Regions from separate parts of the Mus musculus genome. Here region 2 is linked to region 1. A link is a contact called in public promoter capture Hi-C data. All regions are on one chromosome and are shown on one strand. Each heading gives the region's core, a stretch centred on a gene start, on an enhancer-like site or on the middle of the called end of the contact. The rest is flanking DNA. Distances are from core to core; before and after follow the strand shown. Region 1 overlaps Mrps27 (mitochondrial ribosomal protein S27). Region 2 holds the start of Serf1 (small EDRK-rich factor 1).

What was found. Promoter capture Hi-C pulls out the DNA fragments that hold promoters and counts their contacts.
Region 2: a promoter capture Hi-C map of the HPC-7 cell line shows a contact between it and region 1. The contact joins the promoter of Serf1 here to the enhancer-like site in region 1. A contact is called at or near these places in 5 of 39 promoter capture datasets (the HPC-7 cell line, cranial neural crest, liver and 1 more), 1 of 484 Hi-C or Micro-C datasets (adipose-derived mesenchymal stem cells), 4 of 115 datasets of contacts at active chromatin or transcription factors (embryonic forebrain, embryonic midbrain, large pre-B cells and 1 more) and 1 of 9 other capture datasets (liver).

Annotation. Positions count from the first base shown.
Region 1 is chr13:99,372,964-99,380,092 of GRCm38.p6, reverse strand. All of the region lies in intron 4 of Mrps27 (mitochondrial ribosomal protein S27), which reads right to left. Among named protein-coding and RNA genes, the nearest start is that of Mrps27, 32 kb to the right of the region's middle. Within about 2 kb of position 5,677, at least 17 of the 459 cell types and tissues checked have an H3K27ac peak or open chromatin away from gene starts, as enhancers often do.
Region 2 is chr13:100,106,603-100,113,570 of GRCm38.p6, reverse strand. It overlaps Serf1 (small EDRK-rich factor 1), which reads right to left and starts at 5,552. Exons shown (of 3, transcript NM_011353.2): 1 at 5,342-5,552; 2 at 4,440-4,548. The coding sequence starts at 5,348.

The DNA.
Region 1 (7,129 bases), core at 4,428-6,927:
AGCTTACAGTGACAGCCAGTCCATACTAACTCAGTCAGTCAGTCAGTCAGCCAGCCAGCCAGTCAGTCAGTCAGTCTGTCAGTCAGTCACACAGTCAATCAGTCTCTCAGTCGGTCATTCAGTCACACACTCACTCAGTCACCGAACGCTTATTACTTCCTGCCAGCATTTGAAGATAAAAGACCTGTGAATTCTGAGGTTTAATTCAAGAAAGTTTTCTCAAAACACTGCTATTCTAAAAGCTTGATGATGTCACACAACCAGGCCCATGTGGTCAGTGTACCTGGGAGAAGTGAAAAGGGGCAGCTGTGCCCACCAGAAGGTCACCACTGGCTGGAGTGGTGTGGAAAGAGACCTCAGCCTGGCGTTCATTTAAGACTTAGCTGACTTTAAAAGGATCAAATCCCAGTTGCCAGAGCACTGCTCAGTTTATGTAGAAAGTACAGTACTTGCTGCATGATAATGGAGGAACCAGGAGAGATGATTCCCTACATGTGAGGATTATATTACAGAGATACCTGGCTGGAAGAGTTGGTTGGAACACTGTTAAGACAGTTTATGCGCTTCCAGAAAGACCAGGACAGCCTGGGGACCTGAGGTTGGATAAGCATTTTACTGCTCTCCTAACTCTCAGAGAGTGGCAGTGATGACTGATGACTGGACACAGAGCATCAGTCACACTGGTTTGTCACCTCAATAAGCAAAGTTGGCTTCAACAGATGTCCCAAAGTTATAAAATAACTGGGTAGTGATAGTCATCTGTCCATCTACAACTGGAAATTGCAAATCCAGGAAATCATTAGTATAACTTGTAATATCTATGTCCTAAGAGAGACAGAATGGTGGTTCTGTTATGAAAAATCAAGATTATTGACTTCAAACAGATCTACTTCCTTGTTTAATGAGACAAGATTAGGATCTTACCATGCAGCACTGTGTATCAGTGCTCTCTGTAGACCAGACTGTCCTTGAATGCAAAGATCCACTTGCCTCTGTCATCTGAATGCTGGGATTAAAACTGTACATTACTTCATCCGGCCCTGATACATTGGTTAATTATCTTATTTTTATTATCTTTGAAGGTACTATAAATAAAACAAATAGAGATAGTAGAAACAAAATCAGAAAATTGTTTGGAGCTTGGCCTAAGATAATATCCCACCACGGGCAGAGAGAAAAGACAGAGGGGAAAGCAACGGGCTCTAAAGAGCCAGATACAAAGGCAGATATACCCACTGTCTCTTTGTCCTCCTCCAGACAATCACCAGCTCCTGTCTCAACAGGTCTAAGCCCAGTGAGGAAGAGGGACAACCACAGACATTCCCTATATATGGTATTCCCATACTGCCCTGCACCTAACTGAGAAAAGGAACCTAGGAGCAACGCGCCTGCGCTTGTACTGACGTAAAAGAAGCTCCCCAAATAGTCCTGCCGTTCTCCCATGTGCTAGGACTCTACAGCTGGCATGACTGTGGGCAGAAATGAGAAGGAAAACTGGACTGGACTAGGGGAGGGAACATAGACATAGGACCAGAATGGCTACCATTGGCTTCATGAGTCTGCTCTCGCTAAGCTTAGCAAGCATGCTGGCTTCATGGCTGAGGAATCTCCTTGTCTCCCAAGGGGAGCTCAGAGCCCTAGAGACAGCCCCACAGAGAACACAGTTCCTCTGTAGCTTGGACCAGGCTTGACTCTTTCCAGATCATTTCCACAGGCAGGGGAGAGTGGTTTCTAGTTTTCTCTATTTACTTTAAAGATGAAGAAGCTGAGATCAGCAAGGCTTAAGCAACTTGACAAGACTCAGACTGTTTGTGTTGGTGGAACCACACAGACCTGTGGGTTCCAGCCCAGTGCTTACTGCTTACCACAGCATGGCCCTAGGTTGGCATTCTATATTTCACTATGTAATCTATCTGAAAATGCACCCCCAAGTTATCCTCATTTGCTCATTTGACGAGTTCAAACGATGTATGAACAGAGGAAAACAACATGCACACAATCAGAGCTTTAAATATTAATTGGCTTATAAATTTCATTTTGTCATCCAGTCAAACAAACATTTTCTAAAGATCAGCTATGTTCCGGTGCAGAGATCACAAAGTCACTATGATAGAATCATCCTCAACACTCGAACCATAGCTGGCCGTGCTCCAGAGAGAGAATACACTCTGTCCACAGGGGAAGGGTCAGACTTATTTCTGCCAAAGATGAAGATATCAAAACAAATAAAAGAGACTCTGTACTATTTTACCATAATAAGATATCAAAATTCTGAGAAATAAAGTGCTCCAATGTCGCTTTCCAAATAAGTATCTAGGGAACGCAGAACTACCACAAAGTACTTGGCTAGAAGGATCTGAGAGTGGAGCCCAAATGATTATTATCTACAAAGAAAGGTAATACTAACAAATGAAAGCCAAGAGAAGGTGGGTGGAGGGGGACGGGGGAGGACACGGCATTAGAACGTCCTCAGCGATTCTCACCTCAATAAACATGTACATTAAGGTCAGCCCTAAGACGCCAGCCTTGACTTCAAATCTACACTCTGTCCAGAGGCGAAAGCTAACTTTACATGGTAGCAGGGAAAGAGCCCATCTCTAGTCTTTCAGTCAACTCCTTCAAATAAAATCTGGGAGTCATAAATATGATAAACTTACAGCACTATTGTCAGCACACAGCCTTAGCTTGAAAAGTCATCCTCTATTAAAATATCTTCCAAAAGCCCAGCGGTTTATAGATCTCTACTGACATGAGAAAACAAACCCAGGCTATTTCTGCCTCTCTGCTCTCTTTGTACCATGGGTGTTCCGGGATAGGAAGGAGTGTTTCGACACCACTACAGAAGGTGACATAAACACACATACCGAGTGTGCTTTCAGGAGCAGCACGCTGCTGAGGGGATGTGAAGCTAACCTGACCGGACATTTGTGGAGCAGGCAAACAATGTTTTTATGAGCCTGGATGATATGGAAACAATGTTCCCTCAGGTTTAGAGGAAGAACCAAATAAATCCAGGGTAAGGTCTTTGGTCAGTCTCTAGCTGCTTGGCCTTGGAAAGGTTTCTTGGTTTATATCCTTCATCTACAAGAGGGGGATCCAGAAGTCCCCCTGGAATCTGCAGGCTATTCTAGGAGAGGATGAGGACGAGGACATTGGATTATGATTATCATCAGCGAAAAAGCCCCATAGGCTGTCTGAGGTTTGTGGCCACATCTCTGAGGAGCTCAGCTATCATCTAAGGCTCCGCTGGGAGGAGGATGCAGGAACTACACATTCAAACGAAGCGTTTGGAAAATACGTCTGAGAACTAACGAGGCTGCTAAACATGCTTCATGATACAAGTTGAGCACTGATACAGGTAGAACTGTAGACTACTTCCTATGTCAAAGCACAACATGGGTCATGGGTTGTTCAATAAATGGCAGAAAAAAGACTAGGGACATATGTTTTATGCATATAGGTATGTAAGTATATAAGGTATATATATATACACATATAAGGTATTAAGTATATAAGGGATATAAGGTATGCATATAAGGTATATATGTATAAATCTATATCTCATAATTAATGTGATTCTATATGAATCACATATACATGCTAAAAACAAAAGCATACATTAATTGGGGGTTAATTTACTGGGCTGAAAAGTCTTGTATAAAAACAAAAAGAAATGAGAAAATGTCACTTAATTCAAAGCTGTTCCATAATCACTAGAGGCCCAATAAACTAGAAACCAAAAACAACCCCTCCCTGCCTGCCCCCATAACCCAGCGTGAGTATTCATGGCCATTTATTCTTTCACTCGATTTTAGGATTATCTTCTCAGGCCCTCAAATAATTCTGCAAAAATTAGATTAACTTTATAAGTGAAATCTAAATTAACTTAAACAGATTCACTTAAAACAGATAAATGGAGGTATAATAAAAAGATTGCCAGGAAACATTAAAATACAGACTTTTTTTTTCCTTTATAAAGTTAAAAGCCTTAATCATCTTTTTCTATTTTTGAAATATGAAAAATGTTGTCTGTTTCATCCTAACCTTGAAGGCCACAGTAGATCAACCCAACCTTCCATGTAGCAATGGGCTACACAAGCAGGTTACTCAACTTCTCCATCAGGGAAAGAGGAGTGCTGAGAAGAGCCGACAGCTTCAGCCATGCCGAGCTGCTGCTTGCTCTATCATCAGAAGAGACATACAAGTTCTCTCTCAGCTGTGTGACTGTCTGCAGCCCAGAACCCCTAGTCGCTATCTATTCTGTGCTTTAGTTACCAACTCAGTAGCACTGGGCTAAGGTTGGGTTGGGGCAGGCTTTTTCTACTCGGGAATCCCTTCCCTGCAGACAGAATGCAGATGACTCTCTGCTGCCCCCTTTTGGTCTGCTATGGTTGCCGTAAAGCTTTGCAACTTGTAGCTATTTATAGGGCAACCTGATGTCTTTTAGGATCAGGACGCTTCCCCCAAATTTGACATCCTTTGCCTCTGGGTACTGAGCACCCTTCATAAGCACCTACCTGTCTCTCCCCATTTCTGAATCCTGCTGAGGCCTGGACTGTTGATACCCTTAGTGAAATCTGGCAAAGATCACTGGAGAATAATGGGTTTAAAAACCAAAATCTGAATTTAAAACACAATTTCCCTTAAAGAAAAGTGAAGAGAAAAATAGTCCTTGTCTTTCAGGGACGAAGCCTGGCTACTATCTAAGCTAAATCTCAGCAACCATTCACCTCCTCTGCTCGAGACCCTGCAGCAGCTTTTAAACAATTCCTCCAAGCCTCCTATCTACGGAGACAGGAGGATTATTTAATATCGATTAGTAAAGAGGGAGGGGTGGAGGGTGTAACAGTATTACATATGTTATTTATATGTTAACTATGTTAGCATATGCCACACCTGACTCTCAAGGCCTGGTACCCTGACCTCAGAGACCACAACTGAACCTCCCTTTAAAACTGCTTCTCAAGTAAAGACAAATCATTTTCTGACAAGTCAGTAAGTAGCTGAAATATAATTTTAAGGAAGGGTCAGAAGTTATATTAAAAGTCAGGGCAAGTATAGATGAGGCAAAACAGGGGACAGGAAACAAACCAGAAAGCACAGGACACTCTCAGGACGGGAGGCCACTGTGGCTGTGCTCTGAGAACACTGTGTTCGTTATGAGAGACATGATACCTTTCACTACCTACCACTAACTCAGCAAGCTGAGAACTGGGGTGATCTGTACCTATGAGACCCTCGGAGTCTCATTTTAACATTCTTCCCACGCCTTTCCTATCAACTGTGCCAAGGCTTTTAGCAATGAAGACTCCTGGATTATCTATCACCTCTGGGAGGCACCCAACACCCAGCCCCCGCCCCTAAGTATGGACCATGAAGCGGTGAGTATTTCCCTCACTGGCTGCTTGGTCTACGAAAGACTGCTTTAAGTCCCAAACTCACCTAGAAAATGAGGATGCTGTCTTAAAACCAACGTTGATATTTAAAGAAACAGAACAGGCCTCCAAAAAACCCTGTCTGTTTAAAACAACCATAAAGGGAAATCTATCATGGAAATCACAGCAGTCACGATCAGTGAAGAGAATCCACAAAGGTTCTAAGTATCCCTTCCCTAGACACAGAACATCTGGAAATACTTAAGGATGGACTTGCTCTTGGCCTTAAAGTCATGATGCAACCAACTGCGACTCCTGCTCCCTCCCACCAACTCCCCCTAAACCTCCGCTCATCTGCTCCGCTCTCTAACACTGTGGCAGCTCCTAGAAGCAAGCTGCAAACTCACCTGCAAACACTGCACATAAGCAGAAGCTTTAGTTTGTCTCTGCATCCCACAGGCTTGGTTCAAGGTTCCTGACTATGTCATGAAAACAGCCAATAGAAAGAGCTGTTGACAAAGGACTGTACTGCAGGAAACAACTCAGAGAACCTGTGCTTTGTGAGCCTTTCAGAGGCAGGAGACATAAGGATAAAGAGTGCACGAAAGTTAGCGGGGATCACTAACACTATTTATGACTGAAACCCACGACGGATCAGAAGCCCCAGTCTTTCTGTGACCTAGTCTTACATGGACTGCTTTTTTGTTTGTTAATCATGACAGAACTGACTGAAATGCTGACAATACCATTTAAGCGTACAGTGTTTCTGAGAAGCTAAGCAGACCAGGCCCTCATGCTCACAGGGTCTGAGGCTTTGGGCTTAATGAGAAAGCCAGGTGTTCCCCCGGGGAGCCAGTATCTACAGTCAGCTTAACAGGCTCCAAGTCACACATCAAACTGGAGCTTAAACTGCCTCTCCCATTCTGCTATCAAGGCTTGAAAGCACCCACCCTCCACAATACAAAGGCGGTCATACGGCTGCTGATCTCTACATGTTGGCCTTTCTTTAGGGCTGACTGTCCGTCACAGTTTAAGGTCTCATCCCAACTCTGTTCTGGTTACCACCGAGACGGCCTCTGACGGCCACGCACAGGCAGATATGCTGGCCTGCTCCCTAAGCCCTGGGTTCAAGTCAGGTTTCCACCCATGGCTTCTAGAAGCTGACTTGCTCACCCCAGACATTACAGAGGTGGCTTCAATTTCAATTCAGATTCTAAAGTAGAGAAGCCTCAGAGGCCACCTAGACTGCAGGTGCCCAGCTGCTGCCAGAATGCCAGGCAGAGCCAATGGCAATGCTTTGGCAAGTGTGCTCCCTCCAAAGCTCTGTAGCCAGCTCTCCTCTAAGGACTAAGTATGGTCAGAAGGCAGAGGACAGCAACCTAGAAACACGGAGGTGTCCATAACAAAGTGAATGTCCAGCCTCCCCCGCCCCACAACTGCTTCCAAGGCAGCACTTCAGCCATGTTCCGGTCCTTTTCCCATTAGCCAGGGCTTCATCTCCAACCCTCTTTGCTTTCAACTCTTCATTAACTCTGTTGATTTATTTTCCCCTCCTGTGTATAATCCATTTCTCTCTCCATTTCTACCGCTGATTACCACAGGTCAGATCTTTATCACTGCAAGCAGGGAAAATTAATTTCCTTCCTACTTTTAACCATTTAAGTAAAAAAAAAAAATTGTTACTAATCTTCATGGAATGAATACCTTGTTATAATACACATTTCTCAAGAGTCTACTGATGATAATTACCTGTG
Region 2 (6,968 bases), core at 4,303-6,802, 730 kb before region 1:
TAGCCAGGGATGGTCTTTAAGCTGACACACAGCCCAGAAGACTTGGAGCTCTTGATCCTCTTGCCTCCATTTCCTGAGTGCTGGAATTATAACTATCCAGTTTTTAAAAGCCTCAAATCAAATAGTCAATGCTTAAAATATGTGGTATTTGAAGAAATTTTTTAACCCTTTTGTCTCCCTGGTTGAATCTTCATGTGTCATGTAAGTATGAACTACCACCAGAGCTAGATGATCCATGAGTTAGTGGGACCCATACTTACACATATACTTTTAAATGTTTTTTTAATATTTAGTGGTTGCTGAATGAGGTGGTGCAGTCCCATAACCCAGGCTCTCGGGAGGGAGAAACAGGAGGGTCAGAAGTTTCAGGTCTGACTCTATACACAGGAAGTTCCAGGCTAACCTGGGACAGATGAATGCTTATACATACATCCTCTTCTTTAAAAAAAAAAAAAAACAAACCCTCAAAACAGAAAACATAGTATTTAATGACACTAGACATCAAATCCAGGGACTCATCCACAGGTGTATGACTCCATATTTTTACATACACTATATAGGTACGCATTCAGCATCCTCAGGCGAGTGTGGTGGTTCACCCAGTGGTTCCAATACAGGGGAGGCTAAGATCACTACCAATTCTAGGTAGTAACTATTTTCAACTGTTCAAAATAGTGTTACTTCATGTCCAAAAAGTCTTTATTGTTTTTATCATCTTTATGTGTCTATTTCTTTCCAAAATTTCAACTTCCAACCCTATTATTTGGAGTTTTCCATGTCTTTGTCTCCCTCTGCTGTTCCGTTCAGGACACTGCAGTAGTTTCTGGTTCTTTTATTCATATGAGGGGCGTACTGTAGAAAAACAAACAAACAAACAAACAAACCAAAAAACAGCGGCTTTTGTGTTTCCAAGCTGGGTGTTTTCCTTTGTCTCCTACGAGTGACCTTTTTTCTATTGGAAAACTTGCATGAGTCCAGCTCCAAGCCCCTGTGTGGCTGGCTCAGGGCATGGGCCTGAACTGCAACCAGCAGCCTATGTACCAATTCTAGGCCTCAGCCACTGCAGTGTAGGTGACTGGAGGAGTGGGGCTTGGCTGCTCAGGGTCCTACCTAGATAGGTGGGGTCAAGGCAGGTGCTGCATTTAGAACTGTGTCTGACTCATTTCAGGATCACTGAGCTAACAGAAACTGAAGGCAAGCTCCTTGCTGTATTAGTAAAGTCACTGGGGCTGTGGAGGTGTCTTAGTTATTAAAGTTCCTGCTGTGCAAGCACCAGGCTCTCAGTTTAGAACCTCCACAAAATTCACATAAAAAGCAGGGCACGGTGGTCTGCATCTAACCTCAGTGCTGGAAGGGCGGGGCTTAGACAGGTAGATCAGTCTGCCAATCTAGCCAGAGGGATGAGCTTCTTATTTAGTGAGAGATGCTGTCAAAAATACAAGGTGGAGAGTGATGGGGGAAAAGACACTTGCTACCAACCTCTGGCCTCTACATTCCCTCACACACACGTGTGTACACTTATAATTACTTGAAGCACGCATTCATGCATGCATGCACACACACACACACACACACACACACACGCACACGCACACACATACATATAAACACAATGACTATCATAAAGGAAAGGAAAGCCGGGCGTGGTGGCACACGCCTTTAATCCCAGCACTTGGGAGGCAGAGGCAGGCGGATTTCTAAGTTCGAGGCCAGCCTGGTCTACAGAGTGAGTTCCAGGACAGTCTGGGCTATACAGAGAAACCCTGCCTGGAAATAAATAAATAAATAAATAAATAAAGGAAAAGAAAGTGATACTTAAGGTGTGGAGGTTTCTGTGACTACCAAGGCGAGCAAAGTTAACAACTGTGTGAGATAAAAAGGCCAGTGTCAGTTCAAACTTTGAGAATTTACAACTGGGTAAATCTAGGCATATTTAAGTCAGCACCATCTGGAAAAAAGTTTCCTGGTGATAATTAACTCAGTCCCATGTACACAACAAAGCTTAAGAGCTGTCTACATTAAAACTCTTAGCAGCCGGGCGGTGGTGGCGCACACCTTTAATCCCAGCACTTGGGAGGCAGAGGCAGGCAGATTTCTGAGTTCGAGGCCAGCCTGGTCTACAAAATGAGTTCCAGGACAGCCAGGGCTACACAGAGAAACCCTGTCTCAAAAAAACAAAAAAACAAACCCTTTTAGGAAAGTACAAATGGCATTTTCCATAAAGATAGGTTATATAGATTAACCACTGAAACTGGCTCAAGGTGAACCAGCTCATGAAAAGGGTCTAGAGGATAAAGCTACAATGTTACTGAGACAAACAAGCTCAAGATAAGTGGGGGCGGGGGAGCCACTGTGTCCGGGCCACACATACAGCACAAAGGTCAGCAGTCCATTCACAGCCTCTGAGTGGAAAATGATTTATACATCTCTTCCTTCGACGAGACACCCTGTGTTTAACATTCCCGTTTCCCCAGTGCTTATCTGTGAGCACAAGGACCTGCATACCTCCTACATTAAGGACTTGATCTCATTGATTAAGAGGACTCCACTGTGGTCTAACATACACGGAGAGTTACGATTTATTTCGTGTGCTTTGTAGGGGAGGAGAGAAAGAGCAGGGCCAAGTTCGGAGCCTTATATATGTTAGGCAAAGGCTCGACCAGATGGCAAGTTTCACTTCCAGCCCTAGCACGCGCCCATAAGCACAGAAGGTCTCACTAAATCGGTTGTCCTTAAACTTGAACTTGATATGAACTGAGGATGACCTTGGACTTCTGATCTCTCTGCAGTTAACGTATTCTTCTCTTCAATGACAAGTCTCATCTGAAAACAATTGAGTGCTGGCTTTAGTAGTCATCAGAGTCCAAGGTGATGCCCACGTAAAGGACTGAGACCAGTGCTAAGCTACATTGAAGCATCCCTAAGCTCCAAGTTCTGTATGAACAATGGAATCTCACGTTAGAACATGTGTGATTCAGTGATAGGGTTAAAAGGTCCTAGGTTAAATTCCCAGAACGTGAAGTATATTGTAAACTTGAGGATAACTCGAACCTTTTCCAGCACAGGGGAGTAAAGACAAGAGCCCAGGCGTGTGAGGTACATGACACTAAGACACATCTCCAGCCTGCTTGGCCTCATGGGGCTTGTAAAGAGGGTGAGATGCATATGCCCAGCCTCCCAGGTTTCTTATTCTATGTCATGATAGAACTTATAACTTGGAACTACATTTCTGTTGTGTATGCGTGGTCCTGGGGATTGAACTGGCAGCTCCAGTGTGCAAAGCATGTAATGTAACCCTGAACTCTGCCTCCAAGCTCTCTGTTCCCCTTTGGAACATGATAATCTGCAACCGCATTTAAGAGTTTTAAGATTTTGCTTGGGCCAAGAAAACACACAGATACACAGTCTCAGTCTCTTTCTTTCTCTTTCTCTCTCTCTTCATCTCTCTCTCCTCTCTCTCTCTCTCTCTCTCTCTCTCTCTCTCTCTCTCACACACACACACACACAGGCAAAATGAATTTAAAAAAAAAAGTTAAAGCATGCCAGGCGCTGGTGGCACACACACCTTTAAGATCCCAGCACTTGGGAGGCAGAGGCAGAGGCAGAGGCAGGTGGATTTCTGAGTTCAAGGCCAGTCTGGTCTACAGAGTGAGTTCCAGGGCTATACAGAGAAACCCTGTCTCGAAAAAAAAAAACCAAAAAAAAAAAAAAAAAAGTCAAAGCGATTATCTTTCTTTGAGACAGTATCTTGTCACGTAGTGCAGGCTGGCCTCAAACTCCTGATTCTCTTGCATCTGCCCCGAGTCCTAGGATGACAACTTATTAGCATTGCCCAGGGCATTAAAGTGTGTCTGTGGCAGTTACTTGCCATAGGAAATGATCTGAAGTGCTACAGATGTTAGGCAAGTGTTCTCTATTGCTGAGCTACGTCCCTACTTTTTAAAGACAAGGTCTTGTCTGTAGGTCTCTTTAGCCTGTGCTGGCCTGAGTAGCATAACATCTTCTAAGAATCTGGTGTCCAAACACTTTCTCCATCCCCAATGGACTCCTGAAGCCCATAATTGATTTTTGACACTCATCTCTTTCATTAAGAGGCTTGGGCCAAGCTGTCAGTTTTGGAAACATTGTATCCCATTCATGCAACAGTGTTTACATATAGAGGATGTTTGTTACTTTCTACAATAAAGTTCTCACAGTTTGTAGTTGCTGTAAGAGTGTTTCTGCAGACATGATAGTTTCAGGGCGTGGCATTCTTCAGCCATAGGATAGGACAATAACTACAATGCATGGTTTCAGTGTTCTTACACAGACACACAGTGTTAACCCTGAACTGTAGGCAAGGCTCAGTTCCAGGAAGGGTTTAAACACGTTCTTCACTCATTCTGAAAATACCGCAGTCAAACGGCCACTGACTTAAACATTCTATTAGCACTACTCACCTCTGCTTTCTCTGAGAGGCAGTCAAGCTGTCCTCTTTTCTTTTCCCTTTGCTAATTTCCTGGGTCTTTTTCATGTTTTTCTGTCGGGCAATTTCTCTTTGATTTCCACCTACAATGATAAACAGGCATGCTTTTTTCCCACCCTCAACAATATGAATACTTAATAGTAAAGAGTCCTTCGTTATAGGAGCCTTAAAGTTTTATTTTTATCAGCAAGAAAGCAGAGTATCTTTAGTTATTCCCAGATTGACCAGGGGGTAGCTTAGGAAGAAACACTCGAGAAGTTAAGTATATTACCACAACAGCATAGGTGTCAAGTAACGCCGCCTTTGCGCCCAGCACTCGGGAGGCAGAAGCAGGCAAGATCTCTGAATTTGAGATTTGAGGTCAGTCTGGTTTACAGACTGAGTTCCAGGACAGCCAGGGGTATACAACAAAACCCTTCTCGAAAACCAAAACAAAAATTAAATTATATATATCTCCATCTCCATCCCAGTGGTTGTGTACACAGGCCTCACTCAAAAATAAGTTCTGGCTTTGATAGGTGTGTGAAGATCCAGTTTGGCTGTTAAAGCCAGCAGAGGCTGAGCTCAAGGAAAGGTACCTTCGAGGACAAAAGAGCTGGAGGGCACCCTGGGCTTCCAGACCTCAGGCGCCCGCTACGTCTCAGCGGACTGGTCCCGCTGGGCAGCCGCCCACGCTCCCGGTGGGCGCGGTCCTCACGCACACCCGCACCTAGGAGGCGGGCACCTGTCCCACCTGGAGCCCGCGTCCCGCCCGCCACAAGCACGAGGTGGCGTTTGCGTCTCTTCCTCCTCCCAGCCAGCTCCCGCTCCTCCCCCGGCCGCTCGGCGCCGTCCCTCCCCGAGCCTCCGCGTCTTTCCAACCGCCCGCAGACTCACGGGCCATGCTGTCCACCGGCCGGAGACTGGAAGACAGCGACCTGGAGAAGCAAACGGCGGCTTTGCACGCTCAGCCGTTGCCGCCGGGCGCTGAAGAAGGCTGAGCCCCACAAGGGCCCTCGATGTGGCGACGCCTCGCTCGGCCAGCCAGCCGCCCCGCCCACCGACCCACAACAGCCGCGGCGTGGCCGGTGAGCCACTGCGCGTGCGCGGTCCCCACGCCCCACCGCCCCGCGCGTCCCTTGTCAGCGAGGCGTCCGCGCGCGCACTCGCCTCCTTACTTAGCAGCCTTACCCTGAAGGTGGGCTTTACGTTCCTCATCTGGCAGAAAAGACCTAACAAGGACAGAAGGGTGGATTTCGCGCGGGCTCCAAGCCTGCTCATTGCACCTTTCTTCCGGTGCCCTCCGGATGGACAGAACTTTAGCTCTAAGCTCAGGCTCTGTGGTTGAACGGGAGCCAAAGTCGCCCAGAATAACTTTATAATCTACATAAGAGCTGAAACAAGTCAGAATGCTTGCATAGGGCTGAGGGGTGTGGCTCATGGGGGTAGGGGATGCTTGCCTATCTTGAGGGACACCCTGAGTCCCACCCCCTCCCTGGGTTGCATTTCTTGAGCTGAGACTTACTTTCTTGCCTGTCCACTATTACAAACTGAGATAGTCTGGACACCGAATTTGCCTGGGTATTTTTAAGAGTTTTATTGTGGAATATTTTTAAAACATACAAAAGTATAGATGATGCTACGGTGTACTCCAACTGTCCGTGTTAACGTGACCTAGTTTAGAGAAAAAGCATCAAGAGACGGAATGTCTGGACTGAAAGTGCAGTCCTAATGGAAACGGATGTATAAAAGTTGGGGTCATAGACAGATGCACTTAGCACTTAAAACGGGCAGAACGCATAGAAACAAACACTTATCTATGACTAATTGGCTATTCTGGGTCTTTTGTTGTTCCATATCAAATAGAGAATTTTCTTCCTACTTATGTGAAGAATGTGATGAGGATGTTGATTGTGATTTCATTGAATCTGTAAGTTGTTTTGGTAGAAAGGTCTTTTTTTCAAAATATTAATTCTACCAAGGTATACACTTGGGAGGTCTTCAAATTCGAGTATGTTTCTTAAACTCTTTCTTCACACATTTAAAGTTTTCATTGTAGAGGGTTTTTTTTAAAACTCTTTTGTTATGTATATTCTAAATATTTTATTTTATTTGAGAGACTGGGAAGAGGAGCGTGCCATGATCTCTTTCTCAGCATGCTTGTTACTCATATGTATTAAGACTGGTAAACTTTGTAAGTCAATTATGTATCATAACACTTTGCTGAAATTACTGAAAATTTCTATATTTTTTCTAGTCAAATTTTGGGAACATTGGGTATAAGATAATATAATCTTCAATTGAAAATAAAAAAATATATGTATAAAATCTATTTTATATGTATAGGTGTTTTGACTGAATGTATATCTGAAATTATGTTTTCTGAGTTCTCAAGTTACAAGGATGTACACCATGCACACAGAGTACATTGAGAGTTTCTGCCAGAGGACCAGGAGTGTGCCTTTCATTTCAGAGGAAGAGGCAGATAGGTCTTGGTGAATTCCTAGTCTACACACCAAGCAGA